3 separate regions of the Gossypium hirsutum genome follow, and regions 1 and 3 are each linked to region 2. Evidence: chromatin contacts called from public Hi-C data. All regions are on one chromosome and are shown on one strand. Each heading gives the region's core, a stretch centred on a gene start, on an enhancer-like site or on the middle of the called end of the contact. The rest is flanking DNA. Distances are from core to core; before and after follow the strand shown. Region 1 holds the start of LOC107933913 (receptor-like protein 44). Region 2 has its middle 32 kb from the start of LOC121211384. Region 3 has its middle 4.1 kb from the start of LOC107933495.

Region 1 (3,822 bases), core at 1,259-3,758, 350 kb before region 2:
CACAATGTTAATATCTTCTATCAATTATATATTATTTTGACTGGTATAATATAATAACAAATTTAACTCTTAATGTTTTCATATTTTGTCATTTTGGCCTCAATTCTTAAAAAAAAAAAAGACGACAAATTCAACTTCAAGATTTACATATTTATATAATTATTGCGGGATAAATTTGTTAAATTAAGAGTAAATTGACAGAATGTGTAAACTTTAAAGGCTAAATTTAGTATTATACCAATCAAATACAATTGATGAAAAAATATTAATATTATAATTAATTATCTTTAGTTGTTCACTTTTGAAATTGATTGTGATTAAATTAAGAGAAACCAATTTACTCAATTTCGAAATTGAGAAAGACAAAAGTATAAGATGTTTTAATTGATTTCCTTTGCTCTAAAATTAACTTATTAATCAACTGATGAATTTCCCAAAGACAAAAGAATATTGATTGAAGGAAAAGGAAATCCAAGTCCCTTAAGCAAAAACCCACACACCATAATAATGCAGATCACTCATTTAATTGATTCAAGAATAAGTAAAATGAACTTTATGCTGGTGAAAAGTAGATTCCAAATTTCCATTTATCACAAAGACTAAAACAGAGGTTAATGATGAAGTAAACATGGGGTTGTCTAATTAAAGTAATGCCACTACTTTATTAATTGAAGTTACCCAAATCTAAAATTCAAGTACAGAGTTAGTTAAAAGCATTCCATTTAGAAATTAGACGATAATACAAATAGGCATATGATGTGAAGATGTTGGTCTCCCACCACCTCACACGAGAAAAAGAAACCCAGCTAAGTTCAAGTGCATTTTTTAATAAATGCAAGGATTTTTTACATCACAGTCCCCACCATTTCTTCTTCTTTTATCTATAATTTAGTTTAAGCCATTGCCACCAGCAGACCAAATTCCAGGGCGCAGTTCTTTCATTCATCATCCCCACTGATTCTGCAATTTATGCAGACTAAAGCAACAACAAAAAAAAAAACCAACAATTGGAAAGCGTATACACTAAATAAATAACTGCACTATTACGGATCATGTTTGAATTGCTTTATACATTGGTGGATGATTGTTGAAAGTAAAAATTATAGAGAATATCCTAATGAAATAAAAACCCAAAAAAATTCTAAAAAAGGAACACAGAAAGCTCTCCAAAAAGGAAACAAAAATAGGAAGAAAAAAAAAAGAAAACTTCCCTAAATAAGACATACCTGGAAGGCTGGAATTTTTCGAGTTTTTTTTTTTTTGGAAGCATTTGAGTTGAATGATGTTGAATAACAAGTTAAACCCAGATTAAGGTTTCAATAATCAGGCATATATTGACTAACTTTGCCTTCTTCGGCAGCCATTTTTTCCTCTGTAATCTTCAACCAAATACAAACCCCAGTAAAACTTAGTACCAAGCTAGCAAGTCCACTTCCCAATCCGATTCCAACAATGGCTAAAGCAGACAACCCTTTGGTTTTCATAGGTGCCAAAGGGTACCCATAAAGATCCTTATTTCCTTCAAAAGAAGTAGCATTGAACCTTGGCAAAGCCCCACTCCTGTTCCCTAAAGAAGCTGGTATTGGCCCTGAAAGCTTGTTGTAAGAAACATCAAATGCCGACAAACGTGCTAGAAGGCCTAATTCTTGAGGAATCTGACCGGTAAGTAAATTGTCATGAAGATCAATGACGTTTAGATAAGCGCACAAGGTAAGCTGCGGTGGGATCTCTCCTTCGAGACGGTTTGATGAGAGATTGAGCACTGCCAGGTTGACTAAATACTGTAAATCTTGGGGGATGGTACCGGAGATGGAGTTTGAAGATAAGTCGAGCGATTGAAGATTGGTACAGTTGGAAAGAAAAGGAGAGATGGAGCCTTGAAGGGAGAGGTTGGTGAGGGAAAGCTTGTAGATTCGACCATTGTTACAAGTGGCACCGGGCAGATAGGAAGTGAAGCCGCTACAAGGGTTTGCGAAGGTGGATTTGGTCCAGTTTTGCAGGTTCTTCAATGGGTCTTTCAAAGTTTGGCTCAAGTGAGTCAAACACGCCTCGTCGCTCGGATCTGATGAAGCCCATGGAAGTGCGGCGCTCGTTAGGAGCAACACAATTAGCAGACCCATTAAACAGAAACCAAAAGAAACAGCAAATCTTGGGTGAAAAGTAATATAAACTTGGTGTTGAAGGAGGATTCCTCCTCTTTTTTTTTTTTGTTGGATTTTCACCTAATCCTTGTGTTGTTCACTATTGTAATGGTACAATCATATAGACGTTAAAAGCAAAGAAAATGATAGAAACAGGGAAGAACAGAGAGAGAAGAAGAAGAAGCAGTGGTGTTTGCATAAAATTCCCTGTTGTTGTGTTTATAATTTATAGGCGCAGGTTAGAAATCCAAAAGGAGAGAGAGGTTGAGGAAGGGCTTGGTGAAAGTGAAAGAGTGTTTAAAAAAATAGAGGCCAAAGCCAGAGGGAGAGAGAGAGTGAGAGGGTGGGGCTGACAGAGCTGCGCAACTGAGGCCTAAGGATAACGACAACACAGATTATAAAGCCATTGTGCTTAAATATTAAAATAGTCATACAACAAATGTCAAATTTTATGTAAAATAATTTATACAACTTAAAACACCATTATAACCCATTACTTAGGGATTCAAGTCTGGTACCCATTTAAAATTTTCTATAAAAACATGTAAATAAGAAGTTAAAGTTTTTTTTTCATATGGATTCAAAGTTTAGTATTTTTAATTGTTAACTATAGTGGTGTAGTTGTTTATCTTATTTTTTAATCATGTGGTCAAGTGTTTGATTATTAATCATAAGAATAAAATACATTTTATGATCAATTTTTCTTTTTTATATATAAGATATACTTCTACTTATAATATTTTCTTAATTGTTATAATAATAATTGTACGAATCCTATCCAACTTAACTCAATGAAATAAAACAAGAGAAGATTTTAAATTAGTAGTTAAAATGAGTAGGCTTTGTGTTGTAGGGATCTTGTAACAGGGAAAGGAAAGGAAGGAAGAGGGGGAGAAAAATTTGTTTGGTAAAGATTGCTCACCATTTTTCTTACGCCACTAATTTGTAATTATCAAGCTTATTATAATCGAATCATATTAATGACTTGAATTGTGCTGAAGCTCCACCTAATTTAAAATTATGTTTAAATATAAAATTTATAATTTCTTGAATAATAAATTGAAAAAAAATTCTATTATAAATTGTAAGGAAATTAAATTTCAAAATTTTGTATATGATATATATTTAATTGAAGAAAGAAGAATATTTATAGATTGTGGGTTGAAAAAATAGTTAAATGAAGATATTTTTTGTGAAACATAAATTGTAATCAATTTATCTGCAACCCGTTAATTATAATAAACCGCAAAAGCACTAATAAAATTAGCTTTTGTGGTTGACTAGTTTTTTTTTGATAGTGAAAATGAGTTTTGCACATCAATATGTTTACCATTTCGTTGAGGAAACAAAAGCTTCATTTCAATGGCGAAAAACACAATGACAACGCCATCCCCTTTTTGGTCAATAGACAATATTATCATATATTAGAAATGGGGAAAAGTATGTACCAAAAGAAAAAAAAGAAATGGGAAAAAGTTTTGTGCTTTTCTTTGTCAAATTGACTCACTGTCATGAACCCTTTTTGGTCAATGCTTTGCTTATTAGCACGTATTAATTTTATTACCACACACATGGAGCAGCAACAAAATTAGATTAGCATCTAGAAGGGGTACTTCATAAGGATATCATATTATAATCCTAATTTCGAAACAGCATTAATAACGAATTAACGTGTTTTTTA
Region 2 (3,829 bases), core at 865-3,364:
AGCTTTTGCAATATAAAATTATATCTAATATTTTCATATTAAGTTGTTTATTGTTGGATAATCCAAATTTAAATAGCAAAAAGAAATCATCTTGTTCAAAATTTAATATAACATGTAAGGTCCTTGAAATATTGTTCTTAATATTAAAAAAAAGAGAGTATTTTTACATTAAAATATATTTTCTAAAATTAAATAAAATAAACTTTATAAGTTTTTTTTCCTAACAATTTATTTACTTTAAATTTTTATATATACCCTTTAATTCCCTTATTTATACTTTTGATTTCCTCCATGTGTATGTATGAATAGGGAAATGATCTTTATACACTATTATATTTTTAAATTAGTTTTTATACACTTTCTTAACTATTTTTTTTGTATAATTAATATTTTAACAATAAATAAATTGAATTTATCAATATAATTGTAATATCATGCCTATACATTTTCAAATCAATCTAATATATTTATTATATCAGTCTATAATAAGTAGACAAAAACTACCAACGATGGTAATGATTGAATTAAGAATTTTAAATTAAAAGAGTAGGAGGATTAAATTTTAAACTTTTAAAATACAGGGACTAAATCTCAAATTCTATACATTTTAACTTTATCATCATGCCGGAACTTTGCAACATATATCAAACACTTGATCTAAAGGTGCATGATCGCCGGTTCCTTCATCTTTATGAGCATATTAACAGTTGTTACCTTTGAACACAAACATCCCTCCTTGATAGTATCAAAGAGGAAAACTTATATTATAACAGTGAATTTAGGGTTATACAAGCTAAAATGAAATTAGGCTTACCTGTTGCAGTACACTACTTGTTTCGTCAGGGGTGGCCTCAATTGTGTAGTTTTTTTACAGCTTCTTGCAGGGACTCAAATCTTGAAAACACTTTAGTCTGCACGACCTAGACAGTGTATGATTGACAAGCATGTGTTTGTTTTATTTTTACACTCCATCAATGTAATAGATGTTTGTGTCCAAAATTACTGAAATCTGAAAAATCGAGAACAAAATACTGCAGAGAATGGAAAAGAGATGTACACTTGCTGGGTTGAAAAATGTACGACCAAAGCCATAATATAGGCCCAAAATATCATATGCCTGAAAAGGAGAATGTTAAAAAAACCAATTAAAGGGAAAATATGGATCCATTAACACACTGATATTACCTCTCGGTTTGGATCAGCGTAAAGGCAATCCATTGGAAATGGTAGCTGAATCAATTTCAGTGAGCCAACTTATGAAATTTGTTAACAACAATAATTATAATAATAATAATAAATTTGGTATCAATGGTACCCGTTCTGCAAGCAAACGTGCTTTGTTAGGTGTACCAACGCCGATTGCAATCAGTTTAACTCCAGCTGATTCAAATCTTGCTTTTGCTTCTTTCAATTCTAAACCAAGTTCCCAGCTAATAATGAATCAAAGAACATAACTTGTTTAGCAATGAATCATATAAATTTACACATACAATAAATAAATAAATAAATAAACGCCCAGTCAAGTGAGGACCAACAAGGGCATCCGAAATGGCGTAGATGTGCAACAACTGCAATTCCCTGTTGGGGGTAAAGAGAATAAATTAATAAAAGGCAAAGATCGGAGCAAGTTTTTAGCAATAAGAAAGGAGTAAAATTTACTTGGTTTTGGTCCCTAAGGTCTTTGAGAAAGACAGGCTGATCAGCAGCAGTGAAAATGGTAACATCCCCAAGGACGTCACCTATATCTGCACTGAATTCAGAGGTAGAGGCTTTTCCCACGACCCCAGAGTTGTTGGTGCCATTATTGCATGTGAAAAGCTTGGCTGGTTTTAGTTTTATAGGAGAAGAAATGGGGAATTTTAATGAAGGAATTTGAGATCCAAATTTAAGAGAATTAATTGAAGAAAAATATAGAGGTCGCACCGATTGCAGGTTTTGTGAAGGTAAGGTGGTCATTGTAGGGATACAGAGGGTGGGAAACTGAAAACTTTCCAAGAAACAAAAAATGGTCGATTTATTTTGACCCCAATTTTATTTGATGAAATTTGTGGAGGGAGGAATTTCTTGTTGCTGGATTGGTGGTTGAGAGATCATCAACGTTTCTATTGTGTGGGCTGCTTATTTGGATTAGGTTTTCAATTGGCTGGGATCTAGCCCACTAAATCACTTCTTTTTTTCAAGTCCAATATTATTTCCTTTCTAAGAGTTTTTACCATCTTTTCGTGGCAGTATTGCCATTAGACTGCTCAATGATTCCATAATTAGATAACTGATTAGCCATTGACTACCACCAACTTAAACCTCCTCCTAAGTTTTAAATTGGTAACTAAATTTTTTTGGGTCAATTAAATATTTGAATTTAATTTTTTAGTTTAAATTGGTACTTAAATTTAATTTTTTTTTCAAATTAATATTTACAATGAATGACTTATTTAAACCAATTTGAATTATGAAGCTAAGTTCAAGTACCTAATTGGACACACAAAAAAAAAAAAGCTTAAATAACTAAACTAAGTTCGACATCCTTTTCTTTTATCGGTAGTTCCACCAATTGATATGTTTCTACAAATAAATTGAAATTTAATTTCTTTCATTGGATATTCAATTTTTCGAAACTTATAAAGTTCTTCCGTTAAGCCTCGATCCATGAGCGCACAAAATCTTTCAAATTGCATCTGATTCGGCTTAAGTATTATAAACATTTTTCCATTTTCATCCCCAAACATTTTAAATTTCCCATTTCTCAAAATAATCCTACTCTTTTTTCATTATTTATCAAATGACATAAATTAATTCAATAATGATACAACTAAATGAAATTTTGTCTAATTTCATATAGGATACGAAAAAAATTATACTCAAATTTGAATTTATATTTACAATAAACAGAATTTATAAATGAGATTTAGCCGCATAGACTTTTGAATAGAATAAACCTCTACCATTATTATTATGATATTACATATTCCAATAACCAATAAAGCATTGCTCTCGATTTTGACATATCAAACATATAAATCAAATAGCCAGTGGGCCTTGAAGAGTATTGCTAGGCTTCCATCATAGTAACCACTTCTAATCAAACATCTAATCAAATTGGTGCCCTCTAACTAAGCTGAAACTGGGCTGATTGAAAGCAACGCATGTCCATAAAAGGGTGAATATCATCTTCAGTACCTTGCACCCCCTCAAATTGCACACTTATTGGTGGCAGATCATGAAGCAATCTTTAGCTAAAAAACAAACCTTGCTAGGTAAAATTAATCTCCAAAGGGTTATTCGGCGTTCTGATACACAACTTGTCTCTCTCTTAGCTATGTAGTCCCTCAGTCTCAACCTCTTTAGCATGCACTAATCTGTAAGCAGATTTTACTACGAAAATATTGTAGTATGAAAAGGTTCGCATTTTGTCCGACTGAAGTTGGGATTGAATTTGAATTTTATATTTATTTTTAGATTTTTGTTTAATAGTTTATTAATTTATCATATTTATAGCTTTTTTTATTAATTAAAAAAGAAAATAGAATGTTAAAAACATGAAAAGTTTAAAAAATTGAATTCTTGTTTTTATATATACTAGGTTTAATTTCAGGGGCTACACATGTAATATTATTAAATTATAATGTAGTAATACAATTCAATTACTTTTTAAAATATAATTAAAATAATTTTCATAATGTACCAATATGAAATCATAAATTTAAATTCAAAATATCAATGAAAGATAGCATAAATTTTGAATCTTAACATCAATGAAAAATCAAAATCAAAATAAATAATATTTTTCTATTTTAATATATTGATATGTAATTGTACGTGAATTATTTAA
Region 3 (3,932 bases), core at 149-2,648, 400 kb after region 2:
AAGTTTTCCTGCAGGGCAGCTGGAAAATAGGTTTAACATGGAGATGGCGTGGTCGGGCCTAAAAAAATACATGGAAATTATGATAGATAGAAAATTTTGGGCACTAATAAAAATGATAGCATTTTATAGGGTTTTAAAATATTTTCCTACACAAAAAATGTTAGCATTTAGAGTATGTGAGGTGCTTCTTTATTTATTTTTAAAATGCTAATCCCATCTTGTAATGCTTATTTACTCTTTTTACCAGCTTTATGTTAATTTTATCAGCAAATTTTTATTAAAAAGAATTTTATGGAGTATCTGACAAATTTTTTGATGAAGAGGTGAAGGTTCATGGAAACTCTTAACATAATTATGTTAAAAATGATTAGTGTGAATTTCTATTTTAAAAAAAAATATATATTAATTATTATAAAAATGATTAGTGTGATAATTTTTTTTAAACAATTAAAATTAAATCATTAGCCTAAAAAAAGAGTTGATAACACATTTACTAATAAAAATAACAAGAAAAATACAAATCATATGAAAATTTATCTAATTGTTTTAGTACATATTTGTTTGATTATTCACTCTTTAATATTTAACATATGCTCTTTATCAACATTTGTTAGTTTTTGATCGAGTTCATCATTTGAATTAGAATATACATCTTTTAAGATTATCAAGATTTTTTTCCATATATTTTTCGAAGTATGGATCGTGTTAATTCTACTTATGATTCAAGTTATAAAATATGCAAGATACTAGTATGATTCAATTTTGTTTTTTTATTCTATACTAAGGTGATGTTAATATGGAAAATATTTTTTTAGAACAACAAATGTCTTCTCAACTACATTTCAAAATCTTAAATGTCTCAAATTAAAAAGTTCGCGAGCTGACTATAGTACTTGTGTTTGGTACCATTCTCTCAAACGGTATCATCTCCTATAATATAATGCAAGAAAACCTTTTGTATTTATATAATTAATATCGATCTTATAAAAAATTGATCACACGAATATATAATAAAATAAAGATTTAACCCAAAATATTATACTTAAATTATACTAGTTTTCCTAATTTAGTACCTAAACTTTTTTTCTCTCAACCGAAGCTACACTTCAAAATTTGTTTTACCCAAAAAGTTAACTATTATTTTAAAAAAATTCCACCAATCAAGGACTGCCATGTGTGATATTTTATTCATTTTTACAAAATATTATTTAAATTACCAAAATTCCATTAGAAATAATTTTGAAAAAAGTAAAACATATTTACAATATTTTTATAAGTTACAAAAGTTACTGTCCAAAAAGAAAAAACATTCTCTGAAGTCGAGGGTTAGGGTTCTTGTTTCAGATGACATTGCAAGTTGGAGATGCCTATAGGAAGCTCAAAATCTTATGGTGGGGGGATTGAGTGAGCCGATTTGTATTTCAAATACCTTGGAGCAAAGGTAAGAAATTTTATGCGTGTTCAAAGTATAAAGAGGTATTTTTTTGGAAGGGGGATTTTGATTAATACCATAATTTGAAAGAAATTAATCTCAGACCCTCATTAAAAGCTATGGGTTATCAGGTTATAGATCTAATTTCGAATTTGATACTTTATGTACTTGATTATTGAACCTTTTTATTTTACTTGATGACTAAATTTTTTTTATTAGTTGTTTCTACTTTATTATTATCAGATTGTCGTTGATTGATATGAGTGAAATACAGTTTTGATGGAAGTATGATTTAACAAATATATGGTATGGGTGCAAATTTTTTGAATGGATCAGAAATTATGAAGGGAATGGGAATGTTGATGATTATATTGGATGAAGGAACTTCGTCACTTGAGTTTCCAACCCTCAAATTGCATCACTCTCATGTTCGAATAACTTGTACATGCTTCTCTTAACACCAATAACTAGGACCACACTTTTCCATGAGCAGTATATGTTAGGTTTCTTCCCATGAAAAACGACATGGAACTTCTCTATTTTTTTTTTTTGTAGATTCATATTCTTAAATATCTAAAAGAGATGATGAAGACTTAAATTTTCGGTAAGGGAGGAAGATGGTATATTAAAAGCTTAAACTTTTTGGAAAGAAAAAGTAAGAAACGATTAAACAATGGATGATGGTAAATAATTATAAATGAAGGCTGCCATGGGGAAAACAAGATTATCATTCTAGTTGGGTGGGAGATACGGATGGTCAAACAGTCAGTTGAATTAATAATCCAACCAAATTAGTATAAATTGAATTAATTAAAAAATTTTATTATTTAACCGTTAATCAAATCAATATTTTTAAAAAAAATTAGTCAAATCAAAATATTTCGGTTAATTTAGTCAATTAATTGAATTAACTAAAATTTATATTTTTTTTTGTTAAAACAAATATAAAACATATCAAAAAAAATTTTGATAACGTTCATTTGACTAAATTAACCGAAATAATCGAATTATAAATCTTGAAACACTACATAATTAAAAACACTACATGAGTTTTGAAATTAACACAATTAAAATGTAATAGTCTTTAATATTCTCTATTTGCATCAATTTCTTCTCTTCAAAAGATCTTCATTTGCATTATACCTAGAAAATATATGCAAAAAATGAGCATATACTAATATATATGCATTTCAAAAAATCGAATAATATAAACAAATGAATCGGTTGCAAGTTAACAAAAATGAGATAGCAAGCATACCCTTCAACTCATGAAAGCTCATGACTGTAGGGTAGGTTCTGACGCATTACAAGAAAAGTCTAAAATTTGAAATGATTAAATAAGTTAATTTATAAGTGATTGAAACTATTAAATTAAAAATAAACATACCATTTTTAGTATTGTCAAGCTTTTGGATTTGTTCCTCAATCTTCTTGATGTCTTTTTTTATGATGATTTTCGAATCCACTTTTTTTATGATGTTTTTTTTTTGTGGTTCACTGAGAGAAACATTGTGCTACCATACTCGATTGGCTATAAGCACTATGAAGTATAGGCTTATACAAAGCTTCTTTCAACTTTTGCATCATTTCACAAGCTTTTTTAGCATTAGACATTTCACTAAGTGCAAATTCAAAATACTTCAATTTTTGTCTAAGATCTAAAACACAAGAAACAAACACAAGCAAATTCATCTTATCAATATCACACCAATACTTATCATACTTGGCTTTCATCTTCATGGCCATAACACTAAATTCAACATCAATATTTGACTAAGCATTTCGTAAAAGGATATCAATTTGAGAAAGCTCATCAAAAAATTATTGGATGTGACATATGAAGTGTTGAAAACACACAAAGTGACTTCATAAAAGTGTTCCAAGAAATCCCTCAAGTTTCTAACACTATCCCAATCATCCACTCTAGGCCAACCATCCCTTTTTCAAATTTAGCCCTAAAGTTTGTATCTTGCTCTTCAAATCTCTCAAAATTCTGAGCAATGTCTAACATTAAGTAGGCTGAGTTCCACCTAGTACAAACATCAAGACACAACATCTTCCTGCACTTTATCTTTTCCGCCATAACACGCTCCTTAAACTTTTGTAATCTAGCTGGAGATTGCCTCACATATCTAACAGCCCCCTTAACATGTTCAACATATTTATTCATTTCCTTTAAGCCTTCAACAATAATCAACTTCACAATGTGTGTCGTGCATCTCATGTGAAGATATTTACCATTTTGAACTAAACCCCCTAACAAACATCTATGGCGAGTTGAAATCATGACAAGTTGAAATCTTTGCTATTTTACATCCATGGTATGAAGAATTACATTTATGGCATGATTTCAACTTGTCCCTAGCAAATACCTTCCCAGAATGTCATTCTTCGTACTATGGATGTCACCTCTGACTTTGAAATCATGCCATACTTTCTGCATCTTTGATAAATTACTCACATTCTTCTTTTTGCACTTTTGTGATTACTTAACCATACC

The links. A called contact is a pair of places that touch in the nucleus more often than the background predicts.
Region 1: a Hi-C map of leaf shows a contact between it and region 2, with 3 times the contacts expected there. The contact joins the promoter of LOC107933913 here to the enhancer-like site in region 2. A contact is called at or near these places in 2 of 34 Hi-C or Micro-C datasets (both in leaf).
Region 3: a contact with region 2 is called in a Hi-C map of leaf, with 1.7 times the contacts expected there. The contact joins two enhancer-like sites. A contact is called at or near these places in 9 of 34 Hi-C or Micro-C datasets (callus, hypocotyl, leaf and 1 more).

The regions. Positions count from the first base shown.
Region 1 is chrA12:44,751,892-44,755,713 of Gossypium_hirsutum_v2.1, reverse strand. It overlaps LOC107933913 (receptor-like protein 44), which reads right to left and starts at 2,508. Exons shown (of 2, transcript XM_041084094.1): 1 at 1,227-2,508; 2 at 560-960. The coding sequence starts at 2,120. The coding sequence ends at 1,317.
Region 2 is chrA12:44,396,501-44,400,329 of Gossypium_hirsutum_v2.1, reverse strand. It overlaps the pseudogene LOC107924374. Among protein-coding and RNA genes, the nearest start is that of LOC121211384, 32 kb to the left of the region's middle. Within about 2 kb of position 2,114, at least 8 of the 9 cell types and tissues checked have an H3K27ac peak or open chromatin away from gene starts, as enhancers often do. A contact at or near this core is called in leaf, where this site is marked.
Region 3 is chrA12:44,000,382-44,004,313 of Gossypium_hirsutum_v2.1, reverse strand. No RefSeq gene overlaps it. Among protein-coding and RNA genes, the nearest start is that of LOC107933495, 4.1 kb to the left of the region's middle. Within about 2 kb of position 1,398, at least 4 of the 9 cell types and tissues checked have an H3K27ac peak or open chromatin away from gene starts, as enhancers often do.